Regions from separate parts of the Mus musculus genome. Here region 2 is linked to region 1. The links are chromatin contacts, called in public HiChIP or PLAC-seq maps. All regions are on one chromosome and are shown on one strand. The core of a region is the stretch at or near the end of the contact, and the rest is flanking DNA. Distances in the headings are between cores, read along the strand shown. Region 1 overlaps Lama2 (laminin, alpha 2). Region 2 overlaps Ptprk (protein tyrosine phosphatase, receptor type, K).

Region 1 (4,348 bases), core at 100-2,599:
GCCCAAGGTGACAATTTTTAAAGGCTAGTCTAGCATCAATCTTAGTAGCCCTGCCAGCCTACATTACACATAATTTATTTGTGATCATTTACACTATTTACTTCTTTTATCCAGCAAGTATTTAAATACGCCTTTAGCTAAGCACAGCATCTGAGATAAAAATACTAAAATGAGGACTTGGAACTCCAGGGCTGACTACATAGGCTCCAAGCCTCTCCCATAGTGTCTGAGAAGTAAAGTTCTGGATTTTACTCATTGCTGATGTGAGGAGGAGCTGACATTCCTACTCAGTGTGCCATTATAACTCCTCTCAAAATAATTCTCAAATACCTAGTCTGCTTTCCACACAGGGAATTATAATTTCTTAAACTGTTGCCATAAAGTGGAGAGCTAATTCTGCATATGTTACTGCACTGGGGTGTCACAGGTCTGAGTGTGTCATGACACAGCCTGTGGTAGCACAGCCTTCGCACTTCCTGCCTCTCCAGACAGTGCTTTCTCTTGACTATAGCTAGTGTGTCAGTGGTCCCAGATTGGTTAAGACTGGTTATGACTTAGAGTGAAAGCCCTCTACCTCAGCTTTCTACCACTGTGATAAGGCTAAATCCCAGATCAGAGAATGTCTTCTCCAATTTCCTCTTAATTGATTGTCCTTAGACCTAAATGAAAACAGATCAAATAAAAGAGCAAAAACTAAAATGTGTGGTTATTTAGTTCTCTGTCAGTGACATTCAAAAAACATTTAGAGAACTTGTGCAATGCTGGGCTATTGAATTATTGCGAAATTCTACATTAGTAGAGCTGTGGGTTTCCACAGAAGTCAACAGAAAGAGGTGGGCTGTAGATGGAGAGGAAGGTGTTTAAATGCAAAATAAATTGTGTACACTAAATATAGTTTCAGAGAACCTAAGCATTAACTATGTTATGATCATGGAACAGACTGAAAACAATAAGAGAGAGAAAAAAGAAATGGAGGGGGAAAGGAGGGAGGAAGAGATGGAGGAAGGAAAGGAGGGAGAGAGGGAGGAAGAGGTGGTGAGAATAACCTATTTTTATTTTAAGCTCAGCAACACTCTGAGAAATGGTGACTGCTCTATGCGAAGAAAAGAAAGGGAAATAAACCAGACTTGGTCACATTTGTCCCTTTGAAAATGTCTCGTCCATAAACTTCTTCCAGAGAAGAAGGTAAGGAAGGTCCCCTAGGTCCGGTCTATCTGGGTTCTCATAAGGTCAGCTTCCTTATATGCAAAGGGAACTGCACTGGTTCCTGGCAACCAGGTCTCTGTACTCAGCTTGTGGAATAGGAAAGTAAATCACAAACTGTGTGGCACAGGGATTGAGTCATCCTTTGTGCAAGTTCCATTATAATGACTCACTATAGACTGGGGAATGGATTGACCCCATCTGGGTTTCTAGGTGGCACTGACATGAGATTCCCCATCTCTCAGAGATGAGCTTTTTCCATGCCAGTTGTTAAAAGAAACTTTCCATACTCTGAGTGATCTACGTGTAATTGACTCAGTAGGAGATGGCCATTAAGGACACATAGACACATGGAAAGACAGATAGGCAGGCAGGCAGACACACAGACACAGACACACAGACACACACACACACACAGAGATAGAGAGAGAGAGAGAGAGAGAGAGAGAGAGACAGACAGACAGACAGACAGACAGACAGTTTTGTTTCTTAGAAGACCTTACAGAGTCATAGTTTTGTCCTTTGAAACATATATCAACTTTACTACTCCAGACATGTTCAACCTGCTCCCCATTCCAAGACAGTGATGAGAAGACCCCTAGCTCTCACCTCCAGTATGGTCATGTTTTTTTGATTGGCAGCAGACAAACGATTAGCATCTCGAGTTTTATCAGTGGCTTCTCTCAATAGATCCCAAGCATCATCAAGTTTGTTCTTGTACTCTGCCAGTTTCTGCTGGAGATCCTTTTCCATATCTTCATTCTGGGCTCTGGGCTCTCCAAACAGCTTGTTTACTCTCTTCAGAAGGCCTTCTGCTGCCCTGCAAATACCCACATCCCAAGAGTACAAAATAACGTCACTGCTCATCTTAAGACTTTTTTTTTAATATTAAGCTAAGTTACAAGGAGATGCTAACATTAAAAAGTTAAAAATATAGGAATACATGCCAACAGATTCACAATGCTTGTCAAGGTGAATTGATATCTAATTGTGGCAGAAATTTTTATTAAAATTGAAAGATACTTGTTCAGTTTATTAGTAAACTTACATTTAAAAAAAATTGTTTGGGGGGCTTGTGCCATAGTCACACTATGACTGATAATGGAAAAATTTATGTCTCGCTGTATATGCAAAAGTAAAGAGATCAAGACACCGGTTGGCCCATCACAATGAGATACTTCCTTAGCCAATATGGGGCTGTTGACATGATTGCTTAGCAACTCTAAGATAGAACTATCATGTTCTTGTCAACCTAGCCTAATGCCATAATTTTGATCTTCTCTATTTTTTCTTGCAACTCAGCAGTCTGAGAAGTCCTTGACTTAACTTACCAGAATTTTCTATAATGGTAAATAATGATGGCATTGAATGTGATTTATTTGTCATTTATTAAAGTGGGTGGTCATGTCCTCCTCGTCTTTCCCTCCTTCATTCTCCTCCTCTCCCTCCTATTTCCTGTCTCCCTTTTCCTCTTTTCTTCTTCTGCTATTCCCTTCTCCTCCTCCTCCTTTTCTCCTCCTCCTCCTTTTCCCCTCCTCTTCCTCCTCCTTCTCCTCCAATGAGACAGTGTTTAATATATATTAAGTTGGCCTTGGACTTGTTCTGTGGCCAAGGATGATCCTGAACTTTGGATTTTCCTGCCTTTATCTTAAAAGTGTAGGGTTTGTAGGTGTGTCATCCTGTCCACTTTACATAGTGTTGGGGATCAAAATCAGATATTGTGCATGTAAAGCAAGCCACCACTAAGAAGCAAGTCATATCTCCAGTCTTCTGAGCTTATTGATAGTTCAAACATTTCTAACACCAATAACAGACAAAGCAAGCCCATCAGCCTAGTTATAAAAAATAACACTCCAACGTTCAGTTACTTATTATTTTATATATAGGCAAACATGATTTTAGTTGATTTTAAAGCAAAGTATGTAGGGGTAATTGAAGACATGAAAAACTGTGCTCCGCTCACCTGTGGGACAGAACTTAGGAGACATAATAATGCCGTTCACTTGTCAAGTGAAAAGCCCCCCGAATGTCTACTCACACGAGCTCATCCTCAGCAACTTCCTTCTGTGTTTGAAGATCTTTACTTCTCAGTTCCTTCAGCATCCGGTCGATTTCCTTTTGAAGCTCCTCCAAGTTTCTCTCTGCTGTCTTATCTTGATTTCCTAAGGTTTCATTTAGTTGTACAGCTTTTTCATTTATGGCTATGGGGAGGAGATAAGGGAAATTTTGTCAATTAAGTAACAAGAATGTCACATGCGAAACTGGTATTCAACACTTGGTCTTTTCACCTTGCCCAGGTTGCTCCTCCTGAGAACCAGAGGCAGGTACCAGGGCAGTCAGCAATGAAGAGGAAAAATCGTCATTGTTCTCCAGGCTAAACTCCTTTTGAGAACATAGTTATTAAGGTATTGTGTGTAATGGAGGGCACATAAACAATGAACAGACTCAATCTCTCTTCAGGTAAGAGGAAAAAGTAGGAGATATATGATTCAACATCATGTCGCTGAACATGTAAGCTCCTTTGCCTTGCTGACCAGTCATATCAGCTTTAGAATCCGAGAAAGGAAATACTCTAGGCTGTGAGCTCACTAAACATGGACCTGCCCATACATTTCTACAGCCTTGCCATATTCAAGTTTTAAAGGAGGAAACATTCATCGGTCTAGGGAAATAAATAGATTAGGCTAGAAAGATGCCTTCAGCAATAAAGCCCATCCCAGGAGTCTGTGTGTACAATGCAGTAAACAGGGTTTCTAGCTGTGCTCTTTGGAATATTAGGATTCTGCAGGTGTGTCGAGTACTCTACAAATGATGTCTGCTCTGCCAAGAAACTGCATGATAGGTTGGTGTTCTGTGTGAGATTTCATCTGGAAAAAGAATTCTCTGTCAAATAAAAGTTTAAAAACTTGGTGAATTGAAACAGTTACATAGCACTATCATTCATTTTAGCCTCATGCTCTCCAAAGAGTGTTCTATGGGACATTAATTTGGTGAGTTGAAGGGACATACTTTCCCAGGCTCTTTGTCTGTTGAATATATATTTCTACAATATTACCCATGAAAATCCTCAGAGTGAAGAGTCTGGCCTAAGAGCGATTTTCAAACATTGAAAGGTAGATCTGAGGACCTCTTTAAAATGTAATAA
Region 2 (3,982 bases), core at 1,020-3,519, 970 kb after region 1:
GATCTTTTGTCTAGGGAATAGTGCCAACTACAGTGGTCAAGTTCTCCCTTCTAAGTGATTGTAATCAAGATAGTTCTATAGACAAGCTTATAGGCTAACCTGATCTAGGTTATGCCTCACTGAGATTCTTAAAACCTGTTTCTTTTGGTATTTATTTTTATTTGGGGACAGGGGGTTGCCTAAATGAATGCCTGTATACCATATGTTTGAAGGGCCTACAGAGGTCCCTTGGAACTGCATGGTGTGAGCCACCATGTGGGTGTTGGGGATTGATATCAGTTCCTCTGGAAGAGTAGCCAGTGCTCTTACCTGCTGAACCATCTTTCACCGAGGTTCCTTTTAGGCGATTCTAGGTTGTGTTAGCGCCCAGCCTCTTAGACAGATCTTGGTGTTAGTGGCTTAAGCTTTGGGTCGATTGAGGACCATGACTGTGCCAGCTTAGGCAAAGATACTTCCATCACCCATAATGGATGCGTTGGCCTGGGCATCTGGCCCAGCTTATAGAAATAAAGACAGCAAACAAACTGAACATGTATTGTGTCTCCCTTCGACTGGGGCTAATTTTAATATTCCTTCGGTTGTTGGTTTAGAGAAGTCCTTCAGTGATCACTCTTTCTCCTGTTTCTTTCTTCTTACTTTGTCTCTCTTTTTTTTTGTCAGCACGAGAGTTAACTGGGTCTTGTGTTAACTGGGTCTGAATTAATGAAGTTTGTCACATTTCCTGGAACCATTTGTCTAGGTCGTAGCCAATTGCTCATGTTTACTGCTTTACCTAAAGTCACATTTAGATGCTCTTTGTTGGTATCAAGAACCAGTTTGGCAGATCGGCTCCAAACTCAGGAATGTCACACATAGGTGACAACTGCATACCTTCCCAGAGTCCACTTCTCACACCTACCTGCAGGTTATGTCACAGCCTTAATACAAGGCAGATCCTTCCTCACTTTAGACCCCTTTTTCCTTTGTCTATCTCTCTTTCCACTCTTTGTCTCCAATAAACCTCTGTCACGTGGAACTGCTTTGGCCTGGTGTAGTCTGTCCAGACGGGAGCCACCACTCCAGCACCACTCAGGAATGAATATCTGTGGAGAAAAGTTTGCAGAGACCTCAATTACGGCAACAAAAGGCCTTGGATATTGGGCGCAGAGCACTGGGCCTGTAGTAAGGGGGGAAGTGTAACTTTCTGAGCCTCAGTCATAATTCCTTTCTATTTAATCCTTCATTTCTGTACAGTACTGTGACATATTACAATGAAGAGTGATTTTAATGTCTTCTCTCGTTATTTAGCCAGACATCTTTAAAGAAGAGATGAGCAATGTATGTGAAAATTCTCCTATAATTGTAAACTCACATAAAATGCAAATGCAGTTAGGGATGTAAACTTTGGTGATAAATAAATTGCTGTTGAAGGCATAGGAAGTGGATCTGCTGGAGAATGAAAATGAGGACCCGTAGATGCTTTATATATATTCATGTCTGAGTTATGCAGTGCCTATGTAAATGCCAGGGAAACTGCTATGATAAATAAGAGTTTATATGGTTCTTGTGAACAATTGGAAATTCTGCTGTTATGTATCACCCAGTGTAGCTCCCCCCATTTCATTTTCACATACATATAAATGCTACCAAATACCTAGAAATAAGTTTTCTAGCTATGCCAGTAAATACTGTATAAGATAGTCCTATTGAACATGGGTAAGCATATGTTCTAATTACGATCATGTGTGACATATTGCATGTGGAAGTATTTTTCTTTTGGATAGTTACGAAGACTTAGAAAATACTCTTTCTGGGAATGAGGCTGTAGCTCCTTTAGTAGAGTGCCTGCCTAGCATGCATACAAAGCCTCGAGTTTGATCCCAAACACCCCATAAAACTGGGTGTGATGGTCACTCTTGATGTCCCAGCACTGGGAAGGTGGCCACAGGGAGATCAGGCGTTTAAGGTCATTTTTTAACACAGCAAGCTCAAGGCCAGCCAGGAGTACATGAAACCCTGTATTCAAACCAAACCAAACCAAAACCCCCTTAAAAAAAAAAACCCAGAAATCAAAAATGCAAACAAAAAAACCAAACCAAAACTCAGCCTTTTCCATCTAAGCTGGCTTTTCTAATGACACCTTTACTAATTCTCTTCCTTATATCTTGACCATTTGCTAGGGGTCAGTTCCAGGCTAGGTCACAAGTACGCTGGTAAGCAAGGCCTTGTCCTGGAGCTTGGGGAGCAGATGTTTGCCACAGGAGTGGCCGTGTTTGTAGAGCTTCGTGCCTAATGATTCATAGTACAGCCTAAGGCAGTTTTGTAACTGACCGTACATCCATGATTTGGCAAGTCTCAGGGTTCAGGCTGCCTTTCACAAGTTGCTGACCCACTTCAGAACTTGCCTAGGATAATTCGAGTCTCCTGTCCTTGAGACTAACCCCTCCCGGTCAAAAGCAAAAGGCTGCAGAAGGAGAATCAAGGTGGAAAAAAAATGCCTTCATGATAGTAAAATTCCACCTTGTGGAATTTCCCCAAAGTTGAGTAACCCGAAAAGTCTAACAAAGTTCTTGGACAGGAGAGCACCTTTGTTTTCTAGAGGCTGGCAGGGACGACTCTCCTGTGGGAGGCAGATACAGGTAAGAAAGGGCCTTTAGCATAGGCTTTCACCACAGTGTACACAATGGCACATTTACATCCCGAGCATTCATAGGCAGAGTTCCTGGGGTTTGGGCTGGGTTTATATCTGTTACCAATGGCTTTTGTAACCTGGACTCCCAGGGCCTGGAGAGGCTTTCTCTATGTCACCTTTCATTCCTGTCAGCTAGGAATTAAGGCAGGCTGAAGAAGACCTCTATCTACCCTCTAACTCCCCAGCTAGCATCTGTATCCCAGAAACTGAGCACGCCTGGCCATCCATTGTGATGGTGCTTTTGGTATTCATATTCAGACACACGTTGTTTTAAATGGGAAATAGAGATCCTGGAATTTCTTTCTTCAGTGAGACCTGCGTGATCTGCTATTTGTGAACTTAGGAGAAAAGCAATTTAGTGATGTGTAAATGTTTTCTAAGCAAAACCCAAATTTCCAAATTGCATAGACATACACACAAAAAACACAAGCATAGAAAACCAATCCTTTTTAACTATGTCATCAATACCCTGTGTCCATTTCTTTTTTTTTTTTTCATTTTTTTAACTTTTTCCAATTTTTTATTAGGTATTTTCTTCATTTACATTTCAAATGTTATCCTGAAAGTCCCCTATACCCTCCCCCCACCCTGCTTCCCTACCCACCCACTCCCACTTCTTGGCCCTGGTGTTCCCCTGTACTGGGGCATATAAAGACCCAATGATGGCCGACTAGGCCTTCTTCTGCTACATATGCAGCTAGAGACACGAGCTCTGGGGGTTCTGGTTAGTTCATATTGTTGTTCCACCTATAGGATTGCAGACCCCTTCTGATCCTTTAGTACTTTCTCTAGCTCCTCCATTGGGGGCCCTGTGTTCCATCCAATAGCTGATTGTGAGCATCCACTTCTGTGTTTGCCAGGCACTGGCATAGCCTCACAAGAGACAGCTATATCTGGGTCCTTTCAGTGTCCATGTCTTAACTAGGCAAACACACTAACACTGGCTTCAGTGCAGTGTGGATGATAATGTGGGGATGCACAGGCACTGGGCTGCTCTACACACGGTTAAGGATGGGCTGTGACACTTTCTTGATCTTTCCTTCAGTCACTTGCCGTTAGTTTTCTTATTTGCATACTGGGGAAATCAGGGTATCTGTTACAGATATGTGTTTGAGGAACATTGAGTTTAAGTGCTTAAAGTTGTATCTGGCGCATTAATAACATCTATTCACTGTAACTGTTTCTCTTGTCCTCCGTACCGTTGGACTAACTTAACTCATGTTTGCTGAGTAACTAATCCCTTGCTGTTCGTTTTCAAAACCTGAGGCTGCAGCTTTTTTTTTTTTTTTTTTTCCTTTTTAAACTTTTAAA

What was found. HiChIP or PLAC-seq counts read pairs in DNA pulled down with a chosen protein or histone mark.
Region 2: an H3K27ac HiChIP or PLAC-seq map of embryonic fibroblasts shows a contact between it and region 1, with 16 times the contacts expected there. The contact joins two enhancer-like sites. A contact is called at or near these places in 10 of 39 promoter capture datasets (the 3T3-L1 cell line, 3T3-L1-derived adipocytes, the SN4741 cell line and 6 more), 2 of 484 Hi-C or Micro-C datasets (cerebral cortex and embryonic fibroblasts) and 4 of 115 datasets of contacts at active chromatin or transcription factors (embryonic fibroblasts, embryonic forebrain, embryonic limb bud and 1 more).

The regions. Positions count from the first base shown.
Region 1 is chr10:27,116,667-27,121,014 of GRCm38.p6, forward strand. It overlaps Lama2 (laminin, alpha 2), which reads right to left. Exons shown (of 65, transcript NM_008481.2): 36 at 3,242-3,404; 37 at 1,813-2,023. Among named protein-coding and RNA genes, the nearest start is that of Gm40618, 140 kb to the left of the region's middle. Within about 2 kb of position 1,350, at least 43 of the 459 cell types and tissues checked have an H3K27ac peak or open chromatin away from gene starts, as enhancers often do. A contact at or near this core is called in embryonic fibroblasts, where this site is marked.
Region 2 is chr10:28,085,267-28,089,248 of GRCm38.p6, forward strand. All of the region lies in intron 1 of Ptprk (protein tyrosine phosphatase, receptor type, K), which reads left to right. Among named protein-coding and RNA genes, the nearest start is that of Ptprk, 12 kb to the left of the region's middle. Within about 2 kb of position 2,270, at least 67 of the 459 cell types and tissues checked have an H3K27ac peak or open chromatin away from gene starts, as enhancers often do. A contact at or near this core is called in embryonic fibroblasts, where this site is marked.